Regions from separate parts of the Mus musculus genome. Here regions 1 and 2 are each linked to region 3. Evidence: chromatin contacts called from public promoter capture Hi-C data. All regions are on one chromosome and are shown on one strand. Each heading gives the region's core, a stretch centred on a gene start, on an enhancer-like site or on the middle of the called end of the contact. The rest is flanking DNA. Distances are from core to core; before and after follow the strand shown. Region 1 holds the start of Ptpn11 (protein tyrosine phosphatase, non-receptor type 11). Region 2 holds the start of Hnrnpdl (heterogeneous nuclear ribonucleoprotein D-like). Region 3 holds the start of Fbrsl1 (fibrosin-like 1).

Evidence for each region. Promoter capture Hi-C pulls out the DNA fragments that hold promoters and counts their contacts.
Region 1: a contact with region 3 is called in a promoter capture Hi-C map of cranial neural crest. The contact joins the promoter of Ptpn11 here to the promoter of Fbrsl1 in region 3.
Region 2: a promoter capture Hi-C map of pre-B cells shows a contact between it and region 3. The contact joins the promoter of Hnrnpdl here to the promoter of Fbrsl1 in region 3.

What each region holds. Positions count from the first base shown.
Region 1 is chr5:121,187,892-121,192,698 of GRCm38.p6, reverse strand. It overlaps Ptpn11 (protein tyrosine phosphatase, non-receptor type 11), which reads left to right and starts at 1,302. Exons shown (of 16, transcript NM_001109992.1): 1 at 1,302-1,497. The coding sequence starts at 1,484.
Region 2 is chr5:100,037,502-100,041,843 of GRCm38.p6, reverse strand. Hnrnpdl (heterogeneous nuclear ribonucleoprotein D-like) reads left to right here and starts at 2,622. Exons shown (of 8, transcript NM_016690.4): 1 at 2,622-3,124; 2 at 3,863-4,031; 3 at 4,115-4,276. The coding sequence starts at 2,682. It overlaps Enoph1 (enolase-phosphatase 1), which reads right to left and starts at 1,850. Exons shown (of 6, transcript NM_026421.3): 1 at 1,542-1,850. The coding sequence starts at 1,625.
Region 3 is chr5:110,447,112-110,451,846 of GRCm38.p6, reverse strand. It overlaps Fbrsl1 (fibrosin-like 1), which reads left to right and starts at 3,344. Exons shown (of 19, transcript NM_001142642.1): 1 at 3,344-3,967. The coding sequence starts at 3,680.

The DNA.
Region 1 (4,807 bases), core at 53-2,552, about 11 Mb before region 3:
CAAGAAAGCCACATTCATCTAACAAAGTCCCCCTCCCCAACCCCCGTAGCAGCGTACTGGTACTAACAATTTGGACATTTGGAAGGAGAAGTTATGAAGTGTTTCTTTGAAGTGAAAAGGTCAGATTTCTTAATTTAGAAAAAGGATCACTTGTTAGGATTGCTAATCCCGGTATGGGTGAAACTGCAAAAAACATTTGTGTTAATTTTAGTTCAAGTTGTAAAAGTATGGCCGTGGTACATAGGTTGTCTCTTTTCTCATAAACAAACAAAACAAAAAATATTCAACGGGAGAGGCTGGTGAGATGGCTCAGCAGTTAAGAATACTGAGTGCTTTTTCAGAGGTCTTAAGTTTTGTTTCCAGCACCCACATGACAGCTTACAACTGCCTGTAACTCCAGTTCCAGGAACTGTTGTTCTTTTCAGATCTTGGGCTCTAGGCACTCATGCAGTTACACACATACTTACATGCAAGGCAACCACTAATACACTAAACATTAAAAAATACAAAGTAATATATATATATATACATATATATTTCTAGCCGGGCGTGGTGGCGCATGCCTTTAATCCTAGCACTCGGGAGGCAGAGGCAGGCAGATTTCTGAGTTTGAGGCCAGCCTGGTCTACAGAGTGAGTTCCAGGACAGCCAGGGCTACACAGAGAAACCGTCTCATAAAACCAAAAAAAAAAAAAAAAAAAGTAATATATATTTCTTTTTGACAGGGTCTCCCTACTTAGATGTCCTGGAACTCACTATACAGACCAGGCTGGCCTCGATTTCACAGTGATCCACTTGCTATTGCCTACCTAGTGCTGGAATTAAAGGCGTACGCCACCTTGCCGGGCAAAAGGAGTAAATCATAAAACATTATGTGTATGGATATGTGCCCGTGAGTGCAGTGCCCGAGGAGCCACAAGAAGAGAACGGCGGATCCGGTAGAACCAAATTTACAGAAGGTTGTGGGCTGCCCCATACAGGTAGGTGTTGGGAATCGAACTCGTGTTCCCCCTCCCTTATTTGTTTGCTTCTTTTCCCGTGTGCAGCCGCCCTGGATGCATATTGTGTATTGTGTCCTCGCACCTATGTGCGACGTCCCCGTTTAGAAGAATCGTCCAGGCGTTCACGGGTGTAGCCGCACCGATTCAGAGGAGGAATCCCACACCAAACTCCCTAGCACTGCTCAGGGCCCCGCAAACCGGAAGCAGATAGTGGCCGTGGCGGCGGCGCGCGATGACGTCACGCAGGCGCCGGCGGCCAGGGGCGGGGGCGCGGGCGAGGGCGGAGCGAGCCGGGCGGCGGGGCGGCCGCGCAGTGTCCGGGATCCAGGCCTGGCAGGGGGTTGTGCGCGCGCGGCCGGCCGGCTCTGCCCGCACCCGTGTCGGCTCCGGAGCGGGGCCTCGCTCGGGCCCCCTCCATGTGACGGTACCCCGCGGAGCCTGAGCGAGCAGCGGGTCCGTGCGGAGCCGGAGACGGGAGGAACATGACATCGCGGAGGTGAGCCGCCCGCAGGGGCCGGGCCGCGGCCTGGGTCCCCGCTGCCTCTGGACTGCGCGGGCCGCCGGGGGTCACACCGGGGACTCCCCGTCGGCTTGGCTTCCCCGCCGCCCCGCCCGCGGGTCCCCATTCATTTCCTGCCGCCCCGAGTTCCTGCTCCCGCGGCCCGGGATGCCCGTGGGGACACCCGCGGCCCCGGCCGGCCGCCGCATTCCTGACCCATTGCCTCATGAGCGTCGCCTCCTGGGGATTCCGAAATAACCCCGCGCGCTCGGGGAGGCGCCCGGGCCACCGCGGGGCCTTCACACAGGACCCTTTCAGGTGCCCCCTTTTTGCGTCTTCGCCCTCGCCCCCAAGTGCCAGAAGTGGGAAAACTGAAGCTCTCTGCAGCGGCTGGGAGTGTTCCCTCCCCACTGTGATCTTTGCTTTGAAAGGTGGGAGGAAAGGGAACCGTATCTGGCCGTGGGATTGTCCCCTCTGTTTGACGAATGTGGAAACTGAGGCTCGGGAATAACGTGCTCGTCACAGGACAGGATTTGAAGCTTAGATTGGAGGCGAATGAGTGAGTTTCCACTTCAGGGTAACGAGACTCCATTAGTGACATTGACTTTGCTCTTACTAGAAGCCAGCTTAACGCGTACCGCAGTGGTACGAGGTGGGTGGTGGAATCCCTTTCCTAAACATGACCAAATTGAGTTTTCAGGATGAAGTACATTGTGGCATGTTACCTGGTAAGAGGTGCAAGTCTCTCACTGTGTTGCCCAGGTTAGCATCCAGTGTACATTTCCCCTTTATCTCAACCCCTTTAGCGCTGGGGTTACAGGCCGGATCACACTATAAGGACTTGTTTAGTTTTAAAATCAGCTTTAAGCCCGACGTGGTGGCGCACGCCTTTAATCCCAGCACTTGGGAGGCAGAGGCAGGCAGATTTCTGAGTTCGAGGCCAGCCTGGTCTACAAAGCGAGTTCCAGGACAGCCAGGGCTACATAGAGAAACCCTGTCTCGAAAAACAAAAACAAAAAACAAAACAAAACAAAACAAAAAAACCAACATTTTTATTGAGATAAGTTGCACCTGATTCGGCGGACAGTTTGATTAAACCTTGACTTATGCGTATACTTGAGACCATTACAGCAGTCAAGATAATGAACATATCCACGACTCCTGGTGAGGTTTCCCTCAGCTTGGTCTTACCAGTCCTCTGCTTTCCCTCCGACCACGGTTCTGTTGCTACCTTTCTTAGGATTTTAGATTAATGGCATTACACAAATATGAGCTGTTTTTTTTTTTTGTTTTTTGTTTTTTTTTTTTTTTTTGTTTGTTTGTTTTTTTTTGCGTTGGGGGCGGGGAGAGTCCTGATTTTTATTATTGAAAGTTTTTTTTAAAGATTTATTTATTTATTTATTTATTATATGTAAGTACACTGTAGCTGTCTTCAGACACTCCAGAAGAGGGAGTCAGATCTCATTATGGATGGTTGTGAGCCACCATGTGGTTGCTGGGATTTGAACTCCGGACTGTCGGAAGAGCAGTCGGGTGCTCCTACCCACTGAGCCATCTCATCAGCTCATTTTTTTTTTTTAAACATGTATTTCTTCATTGTGTGTGGGCCCATGTCATGGTAGGCATTTGTAGGTCGGAAGACAACATGTAGACATTGGCTCTCTCTCTCTACCATTCAGGTTCCAGGGATTTAACTCAGGCTGTCAGACTAGGTACCACGTGCTGCCACACCCCGGCTTAGCGGACTTGTTCCGGATTGTCTGAGAGTTCATTGCTCGCTGCTGCTGTTTGAACAGCATGCCATTGTAGGGCTGCTTATTCTTCTGAGGACCTTTGGCTGTCTCTAGAGTTTGTCACTCACATATGGTTCTGTGACTGCTGCTGCAGAGGCGTCAGCGTGGCCTCACCTCTCTGCTGTAGCTCTCTGCAAGCTGAACGGTTGGATCTACTGTGGGCAGGCACTTGCAGCCTGTTTGCAAAGGGGCTGTCACTGCTTACTTTCCAGTTTTACTCCCAGAGAGCTGCATACAGCTTGTCCATAGCTTTGAGTCCTGATTTCCTTGTTTGATAAAGATTTATTCTGATTTTACTTGTATGGGTATCTTGTAGGCGTAGGCAGCGTGTGCCTGCCTCATTCCCTCTGGGGCTGGTGATTGATTATTGTGTGGGTACCTGCTTTCTATTCCGAGTGGCCGTCCATTGTCCCAGCAACACTGCTGGGGAGCCTCTCCACAGGTAGAGTCTGCCCCATTGTTGAAGAACACTTGTCCTTATTGTGAGTTTGTTTCTTGACTCGGTTTTCTTCCATGGATATTTCTGTATCTTCATGTCAGTTCCAAATGGTCTTAGTTCTTTTTTTTTTTTTTAAAGAAAATTTTTTTTTTGTTTAATTTGTGTGTGTGTGTGTGTGTCTGCAGTGTTCAGAGGAGTGTGTCAGATCCCTTGGACTTGTAGTTACGGGTGGTTTTAAGTTGCCTCCCATGAGTGCTGGGAGTGAAACTTGGGTCCTCTGCAAGAGCAGCCACTGTTTGTAGCTGGTGCATATTTTGTTTTTTTGTTTTTTTCCATGATCTCAGTGGTGTGTGTGTAAGTCAGAAAACAGTTGCATTCTAGGGAGAATCTCTGGAACTGAGGTTGTTAGGCGGAGTACAGTTAAACATGGAGCCATCGTGCTGGCCTGAGGATCTGAGAACACTCTTGAGTTCCGATGGGGATTCAGGGAAGGTCATTTTGAGGAAGTGATCATAGGAACTGACACTTGGATGGCAGACACCATATTGATGCTTGTTTTACTTAATTGTCATGGTAAAGCTAGACGGGGTCTCACCCTGCCATTCTGGTTGGCCTAGAACTTGCTACGCAGAACAAGCTGTCCTTGAGTGCACAGAGATCTTCCTGAGCGGTACCAGCGCTAGTCGGAAAACGGTTCATTTTGATCAGTATTGCAGACTACGTTTCTGTGAGCATTCCGAAGCCAGCATGTGGGTATAATCACCGTGTTGGCTTCCCAACCTTGAAGGTGGGGAGGGAAAGGAAAGCATGGAGTAATTGAGTGGCTGGTCCCGGGCCATCTAGCTGAGAGGACGGTGGACTTAGATGTTCAAGCTGTCCTGTGCCTTACCTTGCTCTCCCCCAGCTGACACCACTGCCTGCCCTCGCCAGTCTTCTCTCTTCAGTCGCTTTCTGTTCCTCTAAGATACAAGTGCTGGCTGGAGTGGAGGGTGGAATGTTGAACTGTCCTCAGACTGGAGGGTTCTGGTTTGTCATTGCAGGGCAAGTACATTTTGTCCCAGGTGCTCCCTGGCAG
Region 2 (4,342 bases), core at 1,373-3,872, about 10 Mb after region 3:
ATCAATCTAAGTCACTAGAGCATTTTTATTACAAGGTCCCATGGTGGCGCATGCCTTTAATCCCAGCACTCAGGAGGCAGAAGCAGGCGGATTTCTGAGTCTGGTCTACAGAGTGAGTTCCAGGACAGCCAAGGCTACACAGAGAAACCCTGTCTCGAAAAACAAAACAAAACAACAAAAAAAAGAAGTGGCTCACAGGCATCTGAGGGAAGAGACATTACAGTTTCCATGCTGACTTATATGAGCTTATCTTATTTAACAAATCAACTTTCCAAAAATGGTACATATTTAAGGCCATATCCTGACCGCGGCTGTCATTTAGGTCCCGTGCCCTGCGGACAGCAGACAGAGAGAGAATAGAGCTGGTGACCTACAATCACCTCCCCCCATCACCACACACAAAGCAGTTAATTATGTAACAAGAACAACAAAGTGGACACAATTATCAGCATTTAGGCAGTCTTGAATTTTTCCACTGGTCTCTACTGTAATTAAAATCTTGGCAAAATGGCCAACTAGACTTTTCCAGAACCTTTGCTATGTATCTAAAACACCATAATTCTTATTTAGGAAGAAAGAGAGAAAGAAAGAAAGAAAGAAAGAAAGAAAGAAAGAAAGAAAGAAAGATAGATTGATTTGCCGGATTTGTGGCACATGGGAGTTCGAGGCCAGCCTGAATTATAGAGGTTATTTAAGAGCCTGTCTTAAATAAAATAGCTGTTATATTTGGAGACCTAAAGTTGTGTACAAACATTATGACCTACATCTAGAAAAATCAGACAATTGTAACAAGTAAACAATCAAAATAGACCTTAAAGCAGGCTGCAGTTTACTGGACGATGGGTTTTCCAACTCCCCCCCCTCCATACTACCCTCAACTATTCTATCATAAATATCAGTGCATAAATTGACTACATGGAAGAAAGTCAAGTCCTAAGCCTGTGAAACTGTGTTAACCCGACAGATACTCAAAAGCTTCAAGATACCATGGCTTTCTAAGAAAAATGAATGGAATTTTAGGTGTGTTCTTATAGTCTCAAAACCAGCGCAAGTGAGATGGTGCGAAAATCAATTGCTATTGCCCAAGATACCAGAGCCACTAGAAATCCTTTCACTTTAGTCTTTGCATTGGGAAGGCCTAAACCTCAAGGACCACTAAGTCAAGGCCACCACCTCTGCGGGCCGCAACCTTCAGCACATGGGGGACGCTCATCCACCGGGCGACACACCTACCTGCCAGGCCGTGGGAGCTCCAATCACCCCAACTCCTCCCAGCTGACCTGCCCCTCCCCAAGCCGTTGCTGAGACCATCTCCACTTCTTCCTATCCTTCTCCACCTAACCGAAAGCAAGGACAGGGGAGAAGATGGTGGCGCGAGGAAAAGCACCCCCGCAAACCGCCGCAGCTTCTCTTCCCCATTCCAGAGACATAAAGCCACACCGCCTCTCCTGAGCCTCCCAGGCAAAATCTCCAACACTTAAAATTTCCCTTTCAGATGCTTTTAGGCACAAGTAACTTCCCCGCTCCCTTCCGCCCCTCACCTTCACGAAAGCAATCGGGGTTGTGGTACCTTCGATATCTAACAGGATTACGGTGACTTCGGCGGGCACGGAAACCACGACCATTTCCCTGCCGGATGCTACCACGGGCTCGGCCTTGGTTAAGGAGGGCAACACCGCCTGCGCGTCTTGAGCTCCCGAGGGCCCAGCAACAACCGAGGCGCTGGCGACAGCGAACGACCAGGGGCTCAGAGACAGAGCTGGGACCCGCAGTTGCAGAGGAAGCCGCCTAGGGTACTACACCCGACGAGCAGGCGAGCCGCGCAGGCCCGGACCACGTGGGCAGCCGGAGGGGCGGGGCTCCGGGATTCAAAGGGGGGGGGTGGAGGAAACAAGGAGCGCGTGCCTATTGGCCGCCGGCGAGCCGCGAACCCGTCGGTCAAAATAGGCCTCGCGTGGGCGGGAACAAAGAAGCGAGCACCCAAGCCTGGAGCCTGGAGCCCGAGCGCGGGCACCAGCCCTCCGCAGCCTGCTGGAGCCTGCGCGGGAGGCCCGGGGCTCGTGCAGACGGGAGTCCCTTGAGTGGCGCGCCCGGGACGTGAGTGCCCCTTGTCTTCCCCGGCACCTGACCCCTTCCCCGCCCACCGCGTGCACCTTGGCACAGCTTCAGTCATCCGAGCAGGCCCCGCCCTCCGCCGCGGCCTCAGCCAGCCTCGGAGAACGAACGCACGGAACCCGGGCTGCAGAGAGAGATCCTGCAGCCACGGCCCCTGAGCCGACACCGCCCCGAGGCGACGGCGGAAAAGCCGTCCCCGCCAGGACGGAGGCGGTCATCGCGCACAGGCTTTCTGCTCGGCTGGTTGCAGCCGGCGCGAGGACAAAACACGCGTGCGCCGGGAGGGCGGGCGAGCGAGCGGGCGGACGGGCGCGCTGCAGCTTCAGCAAGCGGCGCGGGGTGCACGCCGCCCTTTTGCCGGAGTGGCCGCCGCTGCAGCAGCAGCAGCAGCTCTGCACTAGGGGACTGAGGGCGCAGCAAGGGACTGAGCCGAACTGGACGCGCGACGCCAACGGCTCTCAAGGCAAGAGGGACTGTGGCCCTGCCACGGCGCCGCTCGCGATTCCCGGTCCCGCACGGCTGACTCTCCCCGCGGCGCGACCTCGCTCCTCATCCGGAGCGCGGCGATGGAGGTCCCGCCCCGGCTCTCCCATGTGCCGCCGCCATTGTTCCCCTCCGCTCCCGCTACTTTAGCCTCCCGCGGCCTCTCCCATTGGCGGCCACGGGCTCCCCGGCAGCTCGCCCCGCTCCTCCCTTCGCTCGCTTCCAGCGCCTCCCGCCAGGGGGCGCGCCGGAGCCCGCGCCACGTCACCGCCCAGCAGCCCTCCCGATTGGCGGGCGGGGCGGCTATAAAGGGAGGGCGCAGGCGGCGGCCGGATCTCTTCCGCCGCCATTTTAAATCTAGCTCCATACAACGCTCCGCCGCCGCTGCCGCCGGGACCCGGACTGCGCGCCAGCACCCCCTCGCCGACGGCTCCGCCACCATGGAGGACATGAATGAGTACAGCAACATAGAGGAGTTCGCAGAGGGATCCAAGATCAACGCGAGCAAGAACCAGCAGGATGACGGGTACCGCACGCTCCGCTCCTCCCCTCCCCCAGAGCCCCGCGCGCGCCCTTCGTCCCTCCGGAGCCGCGCGCGCTGCCCCCAGTCTTTCCCCGAGTCGATTCTCCGCGTGCCCGCTGGACCCCAGTAGCCTTCCCCACTAGTGGAAAGTAAGATGGGGTGACTCGAGAGGCCCGCCGCGGGTGGGGGAAGGGAGGAGGGGTTGGGGAAGGAGAGAGGCGCCGTCGGTGTCCCGAGTGCGCAGGCGCCGCGTGGGGCCCGGGAGGGGGGAGGGGCCGGGTTCTGTGCGCCACTTGCTGCAGCTGCTGCTGCCGCTGCCGCCTCTTCATTGTGTGTGTTGGCCGCTCGCGAATTTTCCTGGGTTAGGTTTGGGAAACTTTTGGTTGGGGCACCAGTAGACGACTGGCACTAAAAGTTTCCTAGGTAGCAAAGTTGGCTTTAAGGCTGTGGGCAAGAGTCTACGTAAGTTGCGGGGGAATCGGTGTAAAAGTTGTGCTCTGCAATCCAAAGCAAGCAGGGCAGGACATCTACCAGATTCTAATGGCTTTTTTTTTTTTTCTAAGTTTTGAGTTCGCGTGGTACAAAGCAACGTGCCAGCTGGCTTGAACAAGTGGTTAAGATTTTTGTGGTCTAATGTTAGTGTTTGTAGTCAAAACAGATTGCGTCTGGAGAGTAAGTTGCCCTGTATTTAATCACTAAGTTACTGTTAAGCTTATTTTTCTTAAATAACTTTATTTCTAGTAAAATGTTTATTGGAGGCTTGAGCTGGGATACAAGCAAGAAAGATCTGACTGAATATTTGTCTCGATTTGGGGAAGTGGTAGACTGCACAATTAAAACAGACCCAGTCACGGGAAGATCAAGAGGATTTGGATTTGTGCTTTTCAAAGATGCTGCTAGTGTGGATAAGGTAGGGCTGTGTTTTGCATTGAGTCTACTGCGTTGCTTGCAAGTTGCTCTAGGCTTTTAAGTCCAAACTGCCTTGTCTTCCAGGTTTTGGAACTGAAAGAACACAAACTGGATGGCAAATTGATAGACCCCAAAAGGGCCAAAGCTTTAAAGGGGAAAGAACCCCCTAAAAAGGTCTTTGTGGGTGGATTGAGCCCAGATACTTCAGAAGAACAAATTAAAGAATATTTTGGAGCCTTTGGAGAGGTGGGCTGTGTTTGTGTATGTATGTGTGTCTGTGCTCGTGTTTGGTCAAGTCTGGGGGGGTTCATT
Region 3 (4,735 bases), core at 2,095-4,594:
GACAGCAAGGCTTCATTGCTGAAGATAGCAACCACATAACTCCTCTAACCCATGTTCAACGAGACAGTAGTAGAGAGTTAATTCAAATGAACCTGACAAGACCTGAACTGGAGACATCAGTTTATAGACACCAGAAGTCTCTCCCGGGATCCAATTGTTTACAGATCATTGCTGCTAAGCTTGTTCTCTTTTCTGTATTCTTACCTCAAAAAGACTGTTTTCTTTACCCCCCCCCCCCTTCTTTAGTGGGTCAGAATTCTAAGCCTACTTACCCCGACACTCTGTTATTCTGACTCCAACTGAAGTGCAGCTGCTTGTCCACCCCCACTGCTGAGCCTGCCTTCTTACTCAATTGAAAGCTTGACTTTCTTGACTTTCCTCTTACCCAGGTTCCTTCTCCCAGCTGCTGTCGGGATGTCTAGCTAGCCCATCCTTCTCACACTCTAATAAAATGTCCTCAAGCTTTCTCCTGAGCATTTCTTTCTTTCTTTTTTTTTTTTTGGTTTTTTGAAACAGGGTTTCTCTGTGTAGCCCTGGCTGTCCTGGAACTCACTTTGTAGACCAGGCTGGCCTCGAACTCAGAAATCCGCCTGCCTTTGCCTCCCGAGTGCTGGGATTAAAGCCGTGTGCCACCATGCCCGGCTTCTCCCGAGCATTTCTGTACATATCTTTATAAAACTAAGAGCTCACAGAAGTGACCTGTATTCCCTTATAATGGAGGGGAGGGGGGCCCTGATAACCTCAACCAAAGGAGGAACAGGTGAGGATCAGAGCTGCAGGGAACCAGGCAAAGGCCTGGGATGTAGACCAGTGTGTGGGAAGCAGCTGTTTGGTTTTTGTTTTTGTTTTTTGTTTGTTTGTTTTGGAGAGTCCCTATGTTGGTGGGGTTTCCACCTACAGGTAGATAGGATTATCATTTCCACTAAGAAACTAGTATAAATCAGGCAATGGTGGCGCATGCCTTTAATCCCAGCACTTGGGAGGCAGAGGCAGGCAGATTTCTGAGTTCAAGGCCAGCCTGGTCTACGGAGTGTGTTCCAGGACAGCCAGAGCTATACAGAGACACCCTGTCTTGGAAAACCAAAAAAAAAAAAAAAAAAGAAACAAGTATAAATTGCATCAGAAACTTTAGCAAGTCCTTGCCAACCTGAGTGAACACTTGGGTCATCAAAAATGGCCCTCTACATGGAAGCAAATGAGCCCAGTTTACAGCTTAGGCAAATGAAGCGTGTTCCAGCCCCTCTTAGGCCTCCCTCCCTCCCTCCCTGTGTCCTGTGGGAGAGAATCAGTACAGATGTCTTTCCATAGCCTCCTCTAGGGAACAACTGAGCTAGAGTCCCATTCCTCCAGGGAGGCCATGACTAGTCTCTAAGTTGGAAATGAATTAACAGAGTTTTTAATCCCAGGAGAGGTAAGGAAATTGGGAAGAAACCCAGAAAGAAAGGTCCTGGACCTAACCTGGTCTCTGGAGCCCCTGCCTTTCACTGAGGCAATGCATTTGAGAACAAGGGAGAGCTGGTATACTGGCTAGTTTTGTGTCAACTTGACACAGCTGGGGTTATCACAGAGAAAGGAGCTTCAGTTGGGGAAATGCCTCCATGAGATCCAACTGTAAGGCACTTTCTCAATTAGTGATCAAGAGGGAAAGGCCCCTTGTGGGTGGGACCATCCCTGGACTGGTAGTCTTGAGTTCTATAAGAGAGCAGGCTGAGCAAGCCTGAGCAAGCCAGTAAAGAACATCCCTCCATGGCTTCTGCATCAGCTCCTGCTTTCTGACCCGCTTGAGTTCCAGTCCTGACTTCCTTTGGTGATTTAAGTGTAAGCTGAATAAACCCTTTCCTCCCCAACTTGCTTCTTGGTCATGATGTTTGTTCAGGAATAGAAACCCTGACTAAGATAACTGGTAAGCAAGGATACCTTTTATTTCTGTTGAAAACTTCAAAAATCGGGTCTCAGTCGTTGTTCTTGGAGTGGAAAAGGGTTGACCTAGAGTGAAACTCCCCACAAGCTGGGAGTGGGGTGGTCTCAGGAGGAGGTGTCTAAAAGAGAACAGTTAGCAGGAATGAGGAGCTGCCTTGGTTCTGCGTCTTTCCAACAGGGTTCTTTAGCTAGTTAGATGCTAGCTCTGAGTAGTTTTGTAATAAAATCTGGAATGGGAAGAAGAGGGAAGGCTGGCAGGTAGGCTGGCAGGTGTGTTGGTCCCCGTGTTGTTAAGTGAAAGAGCACACTTGTGGATGATAGGCCACGTTCCCAGATGCCCCAAGGGACGTCTTGGCAGAGAGCCTGTGGCCATCTCAGGAGCCAGAAAATGTGCACTTGAGGTCCTGTCCAGGGGCATTCTTCAGTCGTGTCTGCTTCCTTTCAGGGCCTCTGCTGCCCAGATGTAGGCATGGCTCAATGTCACTTTTCACTCAGTGCCCAATGCCCAAGCTGTGACACCTCCCTTCTCTTCATGTCAAATGTTCTCACTGGAGGAATTGCTGAGACTTCGTGCCCAGCTCCAGGGCATCCCAACTGGGGAAGTTGCTGAGGAAACTCACGGTTTTGTCTAGTTTTGTACTTCCTATCGGCGGTCCCCAAGTCCTTGGACTAGTGTAGGCAGGTCTCTAAGGAAAGACTACTTGAGACTGGAGGGTTTGGTTTTCAGGGCGCTACCTAATTTTGCATGGGGACCAGAGTGAAACTGGGCTTGAGGGCTTGCAGGTGGACGATGACGTACGCGCTGCCTCTAGGACTTCAGCACAGTGAGCCCCCAGCACCAACCTACCTACTCTCTCTCACGTGCTTCCACTCAGTTTGCCCCAAGCTACTGTAGGTGCATAGACCCATCACCTCCTACGGGAAGGGCGGAAGGGGAGGCGCTGATCGCCACAAACTCGCTGTAGGTGGCTGGGCAGTACTTGTAGGCGAGCACTAATTGCCTAGTAGGCGTGGTCAACAAGGCGAGGCATGAAGTAGGAGGGATCTGACCATGACTAGGCTCAGCGACCTGCACAGGTGAGCAGGACCGGAAGGCAAGGGCGGGGCTTAAGGAACTGAGAAAGCGTAGACAAGAGAGGTGGAGCCGGGAAGAATGGGGCGTGATCTGACAGGGTCGGGGGGTCGGAATTCTAAAGAGCTGTGCGCAAACGGGTGTGGCCTGTTGCAGGGGCGGAGCAAAGGGAAAGCTTCCCCCCTTTCGGGGGCGGGGCTTAACGTGAAAGGGCGAGGGCCCGCTCAGCGCAGAGCCATTTAGTCCGGAAGGGCGGGGTCAGGGCGGGGCCAGGGTGGGGCGGAGTCGACGGGTCAGCCTCCCCCAGCTGCGCCCGCTTCCTCTGGCACTCCGGCCCGGCGGAAGTGCGTCAGTTGTTATCCGCTCTGGTCGCTGCCACTACTGTGTCTGCCTCACGGTCCCGGTGCTCAGAAGCTCCGCCACCCGCCGCCTTCTGCCGCTGCCCGCCGGTCGCCATGGGCCGTGTCCCTGGGGACCTGGTCTAGGGTCGCCGAGAGACCGCCGCACTCCGATGCGCGGGACCCGGGGTCCTAGCCCGCGCGGCGTCCGGTGCTGAGAGCCCGCGCCCGGCATGCCCGCCCCGGTCCCGAGCCCGCCCCGGCCCCGAGCCCGCGCGGCGCCCTCGCAGCCCGGCGGCACGGCGTAGCAGGCGGTGCGGGGCGCCAAGGTCACCGCCGCGGCGCCGCCATGGAGGCCAAGGTCCGGCCAAGCCGGCGTTCGCGCGCGCAGCGAGATCGCGGCCGGCGTCGGGAAGCCGCCCGGGACGCCCGCGCCCAGAGCCCGTCGTCGGGTGAGGAGCCAGAGCCCAGTCCTGGCAAGGAGAACGCGGGACTCCACGGCGCGCCGCCTCAGCGCCCTACGCCTCTGCGCGCTGCGCGCCCCCCGCGGCGCCGTCGCCGCGAGTCCAGCTCGCAGGAGGAGGAGGTTATTGACGGCTTCGCTATAGCCAGCTTCAGCACCCTGGAGGCCCTGGAGGTAGGTGGGCTGGAAGGCCAGACCCGGGACCAAGGAAACGCATACGTATGCCTCCTGGCCCCGCGCTGCAACCTTGCCAGGAAGAGGACCTGGAGTGAGGGGTGTGTGGGAGGACTTAAACCACGCCACCTAAGCGGGCTTTGCAGCGATCGTTACTTGTTGCCAAGTTATCGCTGCGTCCGGGACCAGCTGGGGATTTGGACATTGTTGGGCCTCGGGGAGGCAGCGACGATAAAATGGACACTTGGGATTCTTCCTGTCCTATGATCTCTTAAGGGTTCTTTGGAGGGAACCGGGAGTCAACTGGCAAACCCTTCTTGGTGATCATTGCATGGGTATAGGTAATAGATTTGCTAAGAATACTACGTGTTTGACTGAGTTGTCGTGCACAGTATTTGCTGAGCAAAGTGTCCTTCCGACCTGAACTCAGGTTAGTAGAAGAGAAGGAAGTGAGAGAAATGGTCAGTGAGTGAGTGAGTAGTCACTGTGTCTCTGGAACTCAAGTGGTTGAAAATGCTGGTCAGGCCTTCAGGGCACTAGCAGAACCTTCAAACCCCTAGCAATGCAGAGATCTCTGTCTGGGTGAAAACTTTGGGGACCACATCTCATCTGCTGGGCTGTGGTCGCAGGGATTACTGCGACCCTATTCACTCTTGCCCTGACTGATACCTGCGATTTCCCAGTTTCAGGCCAAGCTTGAGAAAGGGGAATTGGTCATTGGATATCTAAATGGAGTTTTCCCCAAGTTCATATTCTAACCCTGGGGTC